Regions from separate parts of the Zea mays genome. Here regions 2 and 3 are each linked to region 1. Evidence: chromatin contacts called from public Hi-C data. All regions are on one chromosome and are shown on one strand. Each heading gives the region's core, a stretch centred on a gene start, on an enhancer-like site or on the middle of the called end of the contact. The rest is flanking DNA. Distances are from core to core; before and after follow the strand shown.

Region 1 (4,845 bases), core at 1,366-3,865:
TATTAAAACAACATTATTTTCACAGCAAAATCATAAGGGCACATTGGGTTGGTATGGAAGTTTTGCCAGTTAAGGGCTTGTTCGGTTATTTTCAATCCATATGGATTGAAGGGGATTGATACGGATTGGAAGGGATTTTGATTTACTATGGATTGAAACCCCCTCAATCCCCCTCAATCCATATGGATTGGGGTAGAACCGAACAAGCCATTTAAGACATTTTGTACTGAAGGCTGAAGCAAATAGCCAACACATGTCTTAAATGTTCAAAACTCAAAGGCAGTGACAAAAAAATCCATTATTTCTGATATGAAGGATAATAATAGCATACGCTCAATTCAAAATTCAATGGTCCAATATTTCATGATGAACTTGACATGATTCATCATGCACTTGATTATATCAGGATTCCGGACATATGCTACAAACATTTGATCAAGTCTAAGGGGTTGTTTGTTTTAGGATTATAATCTACTCAGATTATATAATCTAACTTATTTTGAATTAAGGGGGTGTTTGTTTGAGATTATAATCTGCCCAAATTATATAATCCAACAAATTTTGAACCAAACAAACAGCCCCTAAAGATTATTGAAATATATGCCAGTAATCAGAACTTTAACAGGACATTGCTACCAGATCAGCAGTAATAATTAATAAACTCTCTTTCCATTAGAAGTGACTGGTTTCTCATTCATCCTTGTTAACACAATGCCATTCTTTTAAGACAGGATGATAACCCCATGGGCCATGATAGCTAAGTATGGAAAGACGAAGTAAATACTGTCGATGTGAACTTCTGAAGAGACAACCTCAGAGGGATGTAATGATAATATAGATCAGTAGAGCACCTCATTAGTTGGCATGCCCTCTGCATAGCAGATTGCCTGAAAAAGGATACAGGAGGATACAGTCAGATGCCCATCGCTTGCTCAGTTTATGAACTCTTGTAAGCTCTACTGATCCACTGGCAGCAAGCATTTGAACTATATTGGACTAAAACTTGAACACGGGGAACCCGTCAACCACAAGATGGTGTAGCCCTAAACGGGATCCTAAGTCCAGATGTCTAGGATTACTAATAGGAGTACATTGTAAGAAACATTCCAGCGTATGGCATTAATAACAGGAGAGAGAAACGGAAAAGTTGAGCTTTTAGCCAAGTTCCTGGGACAATCTATCCGCGAGAACATTTCCTCGAACAGTACGGCACTAGTAAACAGTAAGATCTCAGCCAACTCATCTAGCAAAACAACGACGAATCGCGCCGATAGACAGAAAACCAAGCCACTCATACCACGCTCAGGTTGGAGTAGCGCAACCGCCGCAGCAACTCCTCTACCCCGGGCCGCAGCGCCACCGCCGCCGCCTCCCTGGTGGAGGAGGGGTCGAGGAGGAGGGAGGCATCCAGCACGAGTCGTACGGGCCGCCCGGTAGCCATGGCTTAGGGGAGGGAGATGCCAATCGCCAACGCCTGAGTTCTGTTCCTGACTTTCTGCTCGGCGATGGGACTTGGGGGCTGCCGGGCCGAACGCCTGCTGAACCTGGTCACCTGGAGCCGGGCATAGCATAGGAAAGGGGAAGCTCCTGATCTGTGGGCCCAGGTGTCAGTAGCAGGCGTGGCCCCCACGGGCGCATGGGCGGCACCTGGCGGGAGGAAGGCGAACAGATGTGCAGGTGCAGCGCAGCAGGTCAGAATAATTCCCCTTTTCCTTAGCAGAAAAAAAAAATCTCAGCCTAGCTTTTCAACTTTCAGGGAATCAGATCCGTTGCCTTCATCATCATATTAAAAAAAATATATCCTTTTGTCTTCCCAGTCGAAAAAAAGTTCACTGGTTTATGTCATGGTGATGCAACAAGTTAACAGTGATTTGAACAAATGCGTCCGTTGTGTATTTCATTTGCATCAGCGAGAACGCAAGATTGTGCTTTGCAGTCGCAGCTCGCAGCAAGCGCTACATTTCACTCGATTTATTTACTCGTCAAATCGTTTCTTCTGTACAGAGCTGTGCTCGCGGCACACGATACCAGACATCCAAACAGATTCTTCTCTTCCTACGCGCCACTGACGCATCCAAACAAGCGCATGCTACTGAACCTCCGGGACTTGGACAGACCACGCCACCCGTCGCCGCCCGGCGGAGACGGCTCGTCCCGGACACCCTCGTCACGGGAGAAACCGCGCTCGTCGGGCGACGAGCGCGCGGCGAACCGGCAGCTCTGGCTCCGAGGATGGTCGTAGGCGCCGCCGGGGAGGCGCTCGTGTCCCCATCCCCGCGTTGGCGGAGCGCCGGCGGAGGAGAGGCGCTCGTAGTCCACAGCCCTTTTCGCCGCCCTCCGCTTGCTGATCGCGCCGCAAACGAACGGGATGAGCCCCTCCATGCTCATGTTGCGACGATCTGCGCCGCCGACCTCAGCAACAGCAGCGACCGAGATGGAGATTTCCCTGGAGTGGCAGAAAGAACATGGCATGAGATTATTATGTACATGGGTCGATTCGATATTTCAGCGACAGCTCTTACAGGAAACCAGCAGATACAGATCATGCATGATGTCAACAAATGGTTCGCTGGAGAGCATGCAACTGAGGCATCCCTCAGATTTTATTTTATAATCCTTGGCTGACTACCGCTGTCGGATATGATTGCATCTGCACGCATGTGAAAGTTCCAGTTTGCATGTTTCCCCAACGACCACCGGTTGAGAAAAAGAAAAGATAAACTCAATCAGAGGCTTCAGGCTTCACATGCACTTGCGATAATCTCGGGTGGTAAATTGGTAATCAACATGGCTTTGCCCAACGGCGAGTCCAACTAAGATTACAGATACTTTGCTTTAGTTTAGTCTCTCCTTATATATAGAGAGAGAGGTGCAAAAAAAATGTACAATAAAGCTTTCCATATAATCACTGAATCATCGTCAAAAGGTATGAAAATTTCTTTATAAACTATATATGTATATTGTTACTGTATCAATATATCAAACTGCAAATCCTAATTCACCATACGTTAATAGATGTAAAAAAAAGCGAAAGGGCCTCTAGCGTAATGGTTAAGGCTTTCGAGTAGCACCTCCAGGTCCTGGGTTCGATCCCCCTCGGGGGCGAATTTATGGCTTGGTTAAAAAAATCCCCTCGTTGTGCCCCACCCGCTCCCGGGTTACGTCCTGCGCGCCACCCTCCGGCTGGGCCGTTGCAGAGTGGGCGGTGACGGCCCGCTAGTGATGGGGGGCCAAGGTTTGGGGATTTTCTCGGCCGGGACCATGAGGGCGGTCTTTCCCTCCCCGGCCGAGTTTTTTTTTTAATAGATGTAAAAAGTAAAAATTGTCATTCTTTAATTCTTCATATTAATAGAGCTTTCTCTTTTTTACACTTTTTAACATATGATGAATTAAAATTTTAAATTTAATATGTAGTGCTATGACATAATGACACTATGATAACGTAGCCCTTAATCGAGAAAAAACGTACAGTTAAGGATATATATAGAGCGAGAAGATGTAGGCTCAATATATGCTCATCCTAGGTACCACTATGGCTAACAGCACACATGTTAGTTATAGAGGTTCAAATCTATAAGGTTCCGTTTATTTCCTTTCATTTTGATGAATTGAAATCTTACTAATGGAATAAGCTATTTTTTTAGAATGTGACATTCCACCACTTTCCAAAAATATCATATAACTCTATCTCAAATTCATGGGGTGAGAAATAGAAATTGATTCTATAGATTTACACGCTATTTTTTCGATGTACAACTTATAGCATACTCTTCTACTTGCTTCGCTATAACATAAATGTAATATATAAATATCTCTCATATATTTAGAATAATATACAAATATATTATATATATAAATATATATATATGAACTTAAATATACAAATATATTACATATACAAATATATGAACTTAATTACTTTTGTCTAAATATAATTATTAAAATGGAATTCAATTATAACGAAACAAACGGGGCCTAAGAAAAATAGACTGAGGCCCATTGATAATAGAGTTTTGGTGTTTGGTAATTAACATAACCATTTAGACTAACAATATTTGCTATTAGTGTATCTAAATATAGTTCAAAAGGTATATCATGGACTTGACCAAAAGAAAAGTGGTGGTGATCAAATTGATGAACATCTCAAGAAAACATTAAAAGACTCATTGAAAATCTACAACAATATGTAAGAGTTCAAGACATAGATAGAACTAAGGCGAACGTGAAGATCACGAATAACAGAAGACTCGCCGCCCGCGTAGGGGGCTCTCGCCGCCGAAGAGCTTGTCGAGCAGAGTCTGCACGACGGTGTCGTCGGGCACCGGCTCCCCGCACTCCTCCTTGAACTGGAACAGGTCGTGCGGAGGCGGACGTGGGTAGGTCGACCTTGACGCAGCCGCGTCGTTCTCGTTCCTCGCCGCGTAGGCGGTGTCGGTGAGGTGCGCGGTCGTACGATCGTCGTCTGCAGTGGCGGAGACATGATTTCTCTAAATGTAGAGCACTAACAAATATTTATATCAGCTAGAAAATCTTAAATCATGCAAATATATAAATGATAGTACATATAACCATGAACGGATTATACAAATTCTCTCAATCCTTTAAAACATACTTCACCCTCTAATAATTATTTGGTCCAAGAGTAGGGCCTGAGCTCTAGTGGCTCCATACCTGTCTCCGCCACTGCGTCTGGGACGGTCTCGGTGACGGCCGGGTGGACGACGACAGGAGGCCGAGCGAGTAGCCCACGGCGAAGACGAGCAGGAAGGATCTAAACATGTCTGATGCAGGCAAGATCGTCTAACTAAACATGTCAGTGCAATGCGTGTGTCCTGCCATGAACTT
Region 2 (4,845 bases), core at 1,031-3,530, 400 kb after region 1:
TGTCCGGTACCCCTCCTCCCTCCCGGCCAGTCCCGGTTTCTGTTGACTCGCGCACCACCGAACCACCCCCGTCGTCGTTCTAAACCGCCCTCCCATACATCATCACTAGTCGTCTTGTTCATCTAGGACATATGTATAGAGTATATATGGTATATAAGACCATATTTGTATAGAGTATATAACATAGTAGATAACTATATATAAAGGGTAAACATGACATGAATTATGCAATGTTTTCAAGTCGTCCGATTAATCGTGATTAGTCGCGATTAATCGTCCAAGTCGGTTTGGACCAATCACGATTAATCACCCAAGTCGTCCGACTAATCGCCCTAGTCGGTCAGCCAGAACGACCAGCAAGTCGTCCGACTTGAAAACATTGATTCTGCAATACTCATTTAAGAAAAGACATTTGTTCATCCAACTTAAAACAGTAGCTCCCAATGACCCTAAAGTAATGCAGGTGTTCAAAACAGCAAAGAAACACTTACTACCACACTACCAGTGACCTAAAGATCTTCATCCAACTGAAATTCATCAACACCAGGGCGACCAGGTGTTCTGATCGGGTCGGCTTCCCTAATCGGCCACCCTAAACCGACCAGCCCGACTAATCGCGATTAGTCGGATGACTTGAAAGGCAGTGCAAGCACTCATCTGATAAGTATCCACTATCTTTCGTAGATCTTCAGAAAACTGTATGTTACAAGTTTCAGACCCAGTAGAAATTCCTACCAAATATAATATAACATAAAATTAGAGGGAGTTGATACAGTTCTGCAACATAATCTCCGTCAGGTGTTCTGATCATATTGCCTAGATGTGGATCAATGTGGAAGAACCCAGTATCAAGCAACTGCAAATAACAATAAATATAGCATGAAGATACTTTCTCTAAAAAAGGTGACATGAGTGCACACATATTTTCAATCATGTAAGACAGGAATACTATGGAAAAGATGGTGAAGACTGAAGAGCATTATTCCTTACCTTCAGCAAGTGAGTGCATGCATATGTTCGATCATGTAAGATGTGGATAGTATTTATAAGATGTAAAGAAATGATTTCCAAACTAACCTATTTCAGATAGCAAATGACTCCTACACTGACCAATGGTCCAACATCGTCCTATGTGCTCTCTCTCTCTCTCTCTTGTGTGGTAAGAACTTTTCTAGATGTGTATCTATGGTAAGTCTTTGGTACAACAACCTGGGGGATTTTCTATTAAATTAACAAAAGTGAATTTTCCAATAAATTTCTACATGTTGTATTCAGTAACAATATAGAGTATAGATGTTATAAACCATCTTGTTACACAACTTCCCACTTCCACAGGGAAAATTTATGGCTACCAGAGTAATTACCTATGGAAGATCTTTCATCACGTCAGCAAAGTGTCATTTCCCCATAATTTACATTTACATAATCAAGTTCTTCAAAACAACGAGCAACCCACTCATCTACCAGGCCAACAACATCGATGGACACCTAACACCAACAACATCGATGGACACCTAACAGTGTTCGACAATGTTTCAGTTCAAAATAACAAAGGTATGTCTCTGCCATATCTTCTCAAGTAGATGAAAATCTTACATGTGGAAATCTCCTGAGCACTAAACCCAAGTTTCTAACAATGAATAAATAGATGGTGACAACCGGCGGGTATAGCAGCTCGGGCGACGGATCTGGATGCTAGGTCCTCCGGACGACAAGGTGGCGAGGGGGATGCAGGATGCGGCGACAGCTTTATTGAGCAGCGGCCACGCGAGGACAGAAGAGAGAAGGCGGCGGTGGTGGGCGAGGGCGAGGGGGATGCAGGATGCGGCGACAACTTTATTGAGCAGCGGCCTCGCGAGGACAAGAGAGAGAAGGCGGCGGTGGTGGGCGACAGCCTCGCGAGGATGGGAGAGCGAAGCTCCGGACGACGAGGTGGGCGAGGGCGAGACGATGTAGGACGCAGCGGTAGCGTTGGTGGGCGGTGGCCTCACGAGGACGGGAGAGAGAAGACGCTGGTGGTGGGCAGCAGCCTCGCGAGGACGAAAGAGCGAAGCGAGCGTTGGGCTTGTGCACCATCGCGTTGATTCAAACATCGGACGTTGAGAGAGATCGGGTGTTGAGATCGAACGACTAACATTTTCTGAGCGACGTGGCTGCTCCGAGGGACCAAGAATCCCCGTAGCTTTTAATATAAGAGATGCGTGGTCAACACAGAGCACATATGCCGCACGCGAGTCACTACGAAGCTGCGTCGTCCACGGGACGCGACATTCGCCGGCCGGCTCCGATCCTCCAGCAGTCACCACCAGTCTCTTCTCGTCTAGTCTAGTGCACATCACGCGCTCACACACCACGGCGGCTCCCTCCCTTTCCACCGTGTAGCTAGGCTAGCTACCTCATGCCTCAGCAACCGCGTCAGGATCCAATCAAAATCCAACCGACCCCCGGCCGCCACTACTGCGCGCAGCGCCACCGACCGACCCCTAGCTAGCTCTATAAAAGCAGTGCGCCGCACCGATCGATCAATCGGCACCAACAACGACTCAGCTCGCGCACATTCGCCCAGCTGCCAAAACCCACACGCACGCGCCGATCAAAAGCCCAAGCTAGCGCCCAAGGCCGGCCGGCGGCCTAACAAGCTCGATCTTCCAGTCCACTACTTAATTGGATAGATCAAGCTCCACCGGCGGCTGAGCGCGCGCGCGCGCGCCATGGCTTTGTCGTCGAGGCAGCTCGCGGCGGCCCTCGTCGCCGTGCTGGTGGCGCTCGCCTTCCTTACTGCGTGCGCGAGCGCCGCAAGGCCGGCGCCTGCAGCGAGCGGCGGCGGCGGCGGGGAGGAGGAGGAGGCCACGGCCACGACGACGCCCGCGTACCTGCGGCAGGTGTACCCGGCGGTGGTGGAGACGGTGGAGATGCTCTTGGCCAGGCTGCCGGCCGGGCCCAGCCCGAAGGGCCCCGGTCACTAGCGTACGTACGTATTGGCCAAGCATTAGCGAGCAGATGGTGGCGTACCGCCGTACGTATGGAGCTTTTGTATAGATTCTCTCTCTGCTAGCTGTGATGATAGTACAAATATGATTGTACTAAAGTGCTAATTAAGAGCACGCACTTATACACTAGATATGATTCTTTCATACCTTTGTCGTCGTCGTCGTCACTAGATCGACACGTACTGCTAGCTAGTAGTGGAGTATATATGTTAGGCTGTGTGCGCAAACGCTTTGGTTTGTACTTTCTTTTACATTATTATTATATATGTCGTTGTTTCAATAAGGTCATGAATTGAGCTATATAGTGCAAGTATTTATGTAAACCGTTTTGCATACATACATATTTTTTCCCTTAAAAATACACGTGACGTGCCTAACTTTCGTCTCTATCGTCAAATAGAGAAGAAGAGGCATCTGTCGTTGATCTGGTCAACGGAAGATGTGTCTTTCTTGTGCTAGCTGCTGCTTTTGCTTCTACCTTCTATATAGGAGTATGTATGTATAATGTATTGTTAGTGGAGTAAGTAGTTGCTGTTAAGCTTTGATGACGTGCAAGTGCAACCCGCACCCGCTCGTCAAATTGTGAGTACACGCGCGCGCGTACTGAATGGCCACTGAAATGCATGGGCGGCCAGCTAGCCGGCCAAGCACGGAAGCACACCGACACCGCACGTGCCTCAATGTGTGTTCATCGCTGAGCTCGTTGCTTCGTTTTTTCCTTGTATACGCGTCAGATCCATGCATGTGAAATATAATTGAGCAGCTTATTTCTAAAAAGTGACAGTCAGCACAAGCACCACTCCCATTTTTTTTGCATTTTGACCCTTTCTCGGAAAAAAATTCACGTTTGGACCTTAGAAAATTTTAATGTCATTTTTGGACCCTTTGCTCGGCGCCGTAGCCTATGGCACCGAGGTAACACAGCTCGGCGCCATAGGCTATGGCGCCGAGATACGTGCTGCGCTGGCACAAACGGACGGCGTGGCGCCGACGTGGCACCGAGCTCGGCGCCCTTGGCGCCGAGCTCTGTTCTGTACACAGAGCCTCTGTAGCTCAGTTGGTAAAACACAAGTCTCTTAACCTTGTGGTTGTGGGTTCAAGCCCCACCGTGAACATTTTTAATACTTTTTTGTCTTTGTCACTTATTTGTTTTTTTGTTGTTCTGATTTTTCGTTTATGACGCTGATTTATCCGTCCAGATTTATTTCTCATCTAGATTTTTTTTTTGTTTTTGTGACTGTTTTGTTTATTCGTCCATATTTTTTTTATCTGGCGAGCAAAAACAAATCAGTCAGCGAACAAAAAAATATTCGTCAAGATTTTTTTATCCGGCGAGAAAAAACAAATCAGTCAGCGAACAAAAAAAAACTGGACGAATAAACAAATCAGTCACAAAAACAAAAAAATCTAGATGAGAAATAAATTTGGACAGACAAATTAGTGACATAAACGAAAAATCTGTAAAAAAACAAATAAGTGACAGACAAAAGGCATAGGGTTTGAACCCACAACCACAAGGTTAAGAGCCTTGTTTTTACCAACTGAGCTAGACCAGCTTTGTGTACAGAACTGAGCTAATCCTAGTATGCAATCTATATCATGCAGATGTTTGGTCACACTCACAACGTACCATATATATGTGTGGGGCCAGAAACAATCAATCATTGATGGCGTAGAGATCTAATCCCTTAAGCATTTATTAGCGAGATTCTGTGTAGGCCTATGTTCAGCTAGGTAGTTAAGACCGGTACTATTGTTTGTACGAGATGTTCCATGTTCAAGTTCAGCACCAAGGTAGCTATTGGAGCGTACATACAGTTTTGAGTACATTATTAGCATAGAAAAAAAAAGCCAA
Region 3 (4,845 bases), core at 1,281-3,780, 350 kb after region 1:
AAAAACGATGATGGTTTAATATGTACATCATGTACACGAGCCTCCCATCTATACGTTCCTCCGAAGCCATTTAGCCATCGGCACTGGAGAAGCTCCACCCATCACAAAAACATGCTAGCACTGTATGCACCACTACTACTCGTCGTTCCACGCGTCTTGACGGTTGGTCTTTTGTACATATATACAGTACGTCATTCGGTCATGGTCTCGTTTGCGTGAGCTTTCATCGTTCGGTTCGGTACTACATACTGTACAATCATACACAGTTGCGCACGAGCATGGTCATTCAGCCCAATCTTTACGCAGCTGTGTGTGTAAAAGCTCTGGACGGAGACTTTTCTCAGCATGGGTACGGCAACGTAGCCAATGTTGCTGCTAAATGCGGCCCGGCCAGGGAGGCCGGGAAAAAAACACTCGTGAGGTAGATGGACCGCTACCCACGTGATTTGACTGCTAAATAAGCGTCAAATCGCAGCACCCAAAACGGTCGATCACAATGCAACTGGCAGCACATAGGAGATGTGTTCATGTGCGTGCTTGACGCACTCAGATACAGACAACGCAACAGGATCTCAATACGAGAAGAGAATTCAGCATGAAGTGCGCCAACATACGCACAGGTAGCCATCTATATACTGTTACCGAACACGTGCCTTGGAGAAACAAACGAGTGCCAACATACATCAACAAGAGGCTGCATGGTACAACAAGCGTCTCCAGTTAACCACCTGAAGTTGACCTGGGATGGGGGATTAGAAGATATTTCTTCTAGACTTTACCCTCCCAAAGGCACTCGACAGAGGGGCTACCGCCACCGCGATTCTTTGTCGATGCCGCGTGCAGTAGGAGGTCCCGGAGATGAGCTGGTGGCTGGAGGCCCATGGCAGAGGCTCGCTCCCAGCGCTGAAGCCGAGTAACACCGATGCAAGGACCAAACTTCATGTCCACGTCAAACTGTCGCAGCTGCTCTTCTTCATCACCAAAGTCATCTGCAGCAACATTTTCACAAGCAACAGGATTAGAGTATCAGAAGAGGACTTCTACACTTCCCAACAATGCGAGGAGCACAGAAATTAAAGAGGGTTACTCCTATTATCCCGTTACCCTCGGCATGTAGCAAGAGTACCTTTGAGATCCCAGGAGCCATGAGAAACTAGAGCTGATGTCTGAGCTGCATCTGAGGCACCAACAGAAGCCCCACCAGTGTAATGCCGTGTCTTATTCTTTGAGGATGAAGCTGTCTTCGCCACGCCTCCTTTCTTTTTCTGCCGGTAAAAATCTTTCACACCACCAGACGACATGTTTCTCTATTCTTCAGTCCTGCAAGTGTTTCCTTGAATTCCTTCCAGCAGAAAATTTGGAATCAGACCTACTCTGGATTTTTTTTCCCCTTTGGTTGAAAGGTATATATACTCCTACACTACAAGAGTGCATCCAAAGAGCCACCAGAAACCCTAACATCAAGAGCTCTAATCCTGAGCATGAAACATGGTATTGTACTATTGTGTAAATAAAGAACTGAAAATGGGCAGCTGTACTGCTGTAGGTAGTGAAACACTGGCCCCGGACCCCCGGTCGATGTTTACGAAGCTGCTAGCATCATTGCAATATAACCAATTTGCATATAGTCAGCCCTTAGGTAGTGAAACATTGGTCCAGTCACTGTTCACTAAACTGTTAGCATCATTGTAGTAGAGCTAAAATGCATACAGTCGGATCTAATGTAGCAGTAATCTAATATTATCATCATATATATTATGGTCACTTGGATATGCATAGGCAATGTTTTCAAGAAAGAACGATCTTGAATAATGACAATCATCATGCTCATGTCCTGAAGGAAACATTAGAAATGCTCCTCGGTCGCCAATCCATTGCGCTTCCAGAGCACGGATTGGATGTTCGGTTGAATCCCGATGTCTTTTCAAATTAAACTGCAACCGTACCGGGCTTGTTTGGTTTGATCCCCTTCGATCCAGATGCAACCGAATAAGGCCTACTTGAGAACCAAGATTACAAGAAGCCCAATGGTGCCAACTAAAGGTTTGTCGTTTTTATCTCAATCCATATGGATTCGAGGGGTTGGGTGGATATAAATCCATAGCAAGTCAAAATCTCTACTAATTTTTTTAATCTCATCAAACAAGGCCTAAATAGTATTCTACACCTAGCGCGCTAAAAGACGAAGATGAGTAGATGACGAACCTAATCGACCGATTGATGGATCAATTGGAACGGCAGCAGCGACGGTCACGGTAAAGGACATGGACTTACACATGTATACCCAATATTTTTTGCAAACAAAATCGAAATTAGCAGGCATGCATACACTTGAAATGAGATTAGATCCGATTACAAATAGCCAAAGAGCTTAAGTTAGGGTTCGGGTGTCCGGTTCCCCACAGGAACGCAAGAGAAAAGGTGCTCATACCTCGTGTGTTCTCGTCGACGGCGAAGGACGCGACGAAGGCTGGGAAGGGACCGACGAAGACGTGAGCTAGGGCGTCGGCGTCGGCCGCCGCCAGTTACCACAAAAGAGAGAGAAGAGAGCGCGCACGCTGAGAAATGGAGAGTGGGGACACACCCGACACACCCGACTGCAAGCTCAATAAAATAACTTATTTAGTTTGTAATTTGACATTCCATCATTTTTGAAAGTTCAGATATAAGTTTATCTCAAATTTATGGATGAAGAGTGAGAAATGATTTTATACATTAGTAGAATTTGTTTATACTCTTTAACTTATATGATACTTTTTGTCTCACTCCTCTATAGTAAAAATATAGCACATAAATGTCTTCAGCATCTTGTTAATAATAGTATACAAATATATTTTGCATAACACCGAATTATGTTAATTGATATATCCCTAAATTATTATTATTAAAATGAATTTCAATTCCAATAATCCAAACAGGACGTAATATTAATTTAGGCACATCTTAATTAAACTAATTTGATTTTATACAAAATATATTTTTATACTATTATTAGCAAGATGTCGAAGATACTTATATGCTACGTTTTTACTAATTAAGAGTGAGTCAAAAAGCATCATATAAGTTGTAGAGTAGAAATAAATTCTACTGATACATAAAATTATTTCTCATCCTCCACCCCATAAATTTGAGATACATTTATATCTAAACTTTGAAAAGTTGTGTAATATTAAATTCTAAGCTAAATAGTTTACTTTATTAAGTAAATTTCAATTCCACTTAAATGAATAGATCCAAACCCCTAAAAAATAAAAAGAAATATCGTAATCCGTTTATAAGTTCTCCCTTAACAGACTTTTATATTTTAGTATTATATACACACACAAATTCCAACTTTTTTTGGAAATCAGAGCATATAAAGGTTGGCTGAATTATAGAGAAATCACAAAAAATTATGACACAAATAGATATACTATGAGTATATAATTAACCAAGAACCTAAAGTTACTTGTTCGACATAACAAATTTATTACTTTATTATACTCCCTTCGTAACTATATTTTATTCGCCTCATAATGTAAGACGTGCTCTCTCTAAATATGTATACATTCATGTAGTAGTATAGAGAGAATTAAATATATTTCTTAGTCTTTGAACCATATCGCCTATACAGGGTTGGCTCTACATTTTTAGATCCCTAAGCGACTATGAAATAAAGGCCCCTTAGATTTAAAGTATTTATTTATTTGTAGCCTAACAAACAATGAAGTAGATAACTAGATAAGCATTTCATTCTTATAAACAAATTTGTATTGTAAACCAAAAAAAGCAACAAGATAAACTCATATTATTAACTGACTACTTGAAATTAAATCCAAACTCTAGTAACCTATGACACTTATGCTTCAACGCTTATTAATAAATCCTTCGAGTATTTCTTGATGCAAAATTCTTAAGAATAACGACAAGATCAATTTTGTCTAGGACATTATCTCATTGCAACACATGGTCAGGCCATTCAATTTTTCTTGTAATATGTTGACCTTAAACCGTTCTTCAATAGCTTCGATTTTGGGAAACTTCTTTCAGCTGATGTTATAGTCACATGTACAGTTAAGAGAATTCGATAGGTAACAGAGACATTTGGATAGCAATTTGTGGTTGTAACAAACTAAAGAACTTCAGGCACTGACACCAAATGATCTTGCAGACTTGATTGCAACACCTTTAATTCATAGAAAAACATCAAGATCGACATCACATGATTTCTAATGAGAAAAAGCTTCTGCAAATGTAGTACAACATTACCACATATCATTATCATCCAAGGTATTTAGATTTTTTGAATTGAATAAGAAGCCAAACAACTTTTCAAATGTCTTCAGTCGACTAGTTAATGAAGCAATCGTTGTGTCAACAATCACTAAAAAGTAATTAACTCTGAAGGATTCCATAGCTGATAGTTGTATTTCTTCACTATTGTCATTGATTTCATCAAAATGTTTCTTCATTTTACCTTGACGTTTCACTAGATATTTTGGCTTTATACCCGTATCAGAAGCAATAGATTTTGCAATCTCAATACTATAATCAAAGTTCTCATTTATGTACTTCTAAAAATATGATAAGACCCCTTCAATTTGCTTGAGAGTAGCATATATGCAAACAATTTTTGGCTGTAACTTTTTGCTCACCATATTGACAGAAAATAGTATATCATGTCAGACAATCATACCCACTAAAAATTCAAAATTCTCAAGTGATTTGAGTAAAGATTGAGCATCGCTTACTATATCTAGGTCATCATTAGAAGCCTTCTCCACTTCTCGCAAAGCTCCCCTGGTTTGAGGAGCTTGATGCATGATAGGTTGCACACTTTTTATTCGACTCTCCCAACACGTACTA

The links. Hi-C and Micro-C count contacts between places; a contact is called where the count stands out from the background.
Region 2: a contact with region 1 is called in a Hi-C map of ear, with 2.1 times the contacts expected there. The contact joins the promoter of LOC103633022 here to the promoter of LOC100303858 in region 1. A contact is called at or near these places in 4 of 25 Hi-C or Micro-C datasets (ear, endosperm, leaf mesophyll and 1 more).
Region 3: a contact with region 1 is called in a Hi-C map of leaf, with 4 times the contacts expected there. The contact joins the promoter of LOC100282638 here to the promoter of LOC100303858 in region 1. A contact is called at or near these places in 2 of 25 Hi-C or Micro-C datasets (both in leaf).

The regions. Positions count from the first base shown.
Region 1 is chr7:145,915,495-145,920,339 of Zm-B73-REFERENCE-NAM-5.0, reverse strand. It overlaps LOC100303858, which reads right to left and starts at 2,615. Exons shown (of 2, transcript NM_001366623.1): 1 at 2,523-2,615; 2 at 1,871-2,446. The coding sequence starts at 2,388. The coding sequence ends at 2,056. LOC100279891 (inositol 1, 3, 4-trisphosphate 5/6-kinase family protein) reads right to left here and starts at 1,666. Exons shown (of 12, transcript NM_001152843.2): 1 at 1,298-1,666; 2 at 852-887. The coding sequence starts at 1,441. LOC109940939 (a long non-coding RNA gene) reads right to left here. Exons shown (of 2, transcript XR_002263718.2): 1 at 4,672-4,845; 2 at 4,118-4,462.
Region 2 is chr7:145,513,254-145,518,098 of Zm-B73-REFERENCE-NAM-5.0, reverse strand. LOC103633022 reads left to right here and starts at 2,280. Exons shown (of 1, transcript XM_008654713.4): 1 at 2,280-3,313. The coding sequence starts at 2,712. The coding sequence ends at 2,966. It overlaps LOC103633021 (a long non-coding RNA gene), which reads right to left and starts at 2,167. Exons shown (of 2, transcript XR_556285.3): 1 at 1,365-2,167; 2 at 215-856.
Region 3 is chr7:145,567,556-145,572,400 of Zm-B73-REFERENCE-NAM-5.0, reverse strand. It overlaps LOC100282638 (polymerase delta 4), which reads right to left and starts at 2,530. Exons shown (of 3, transcript NM_001143206.1): 1 at 2,432-2,530; 2 at 1,127-1,320; 3 at 594-989. The coding sequence starts at 1,301. The coding sequence ends at 769.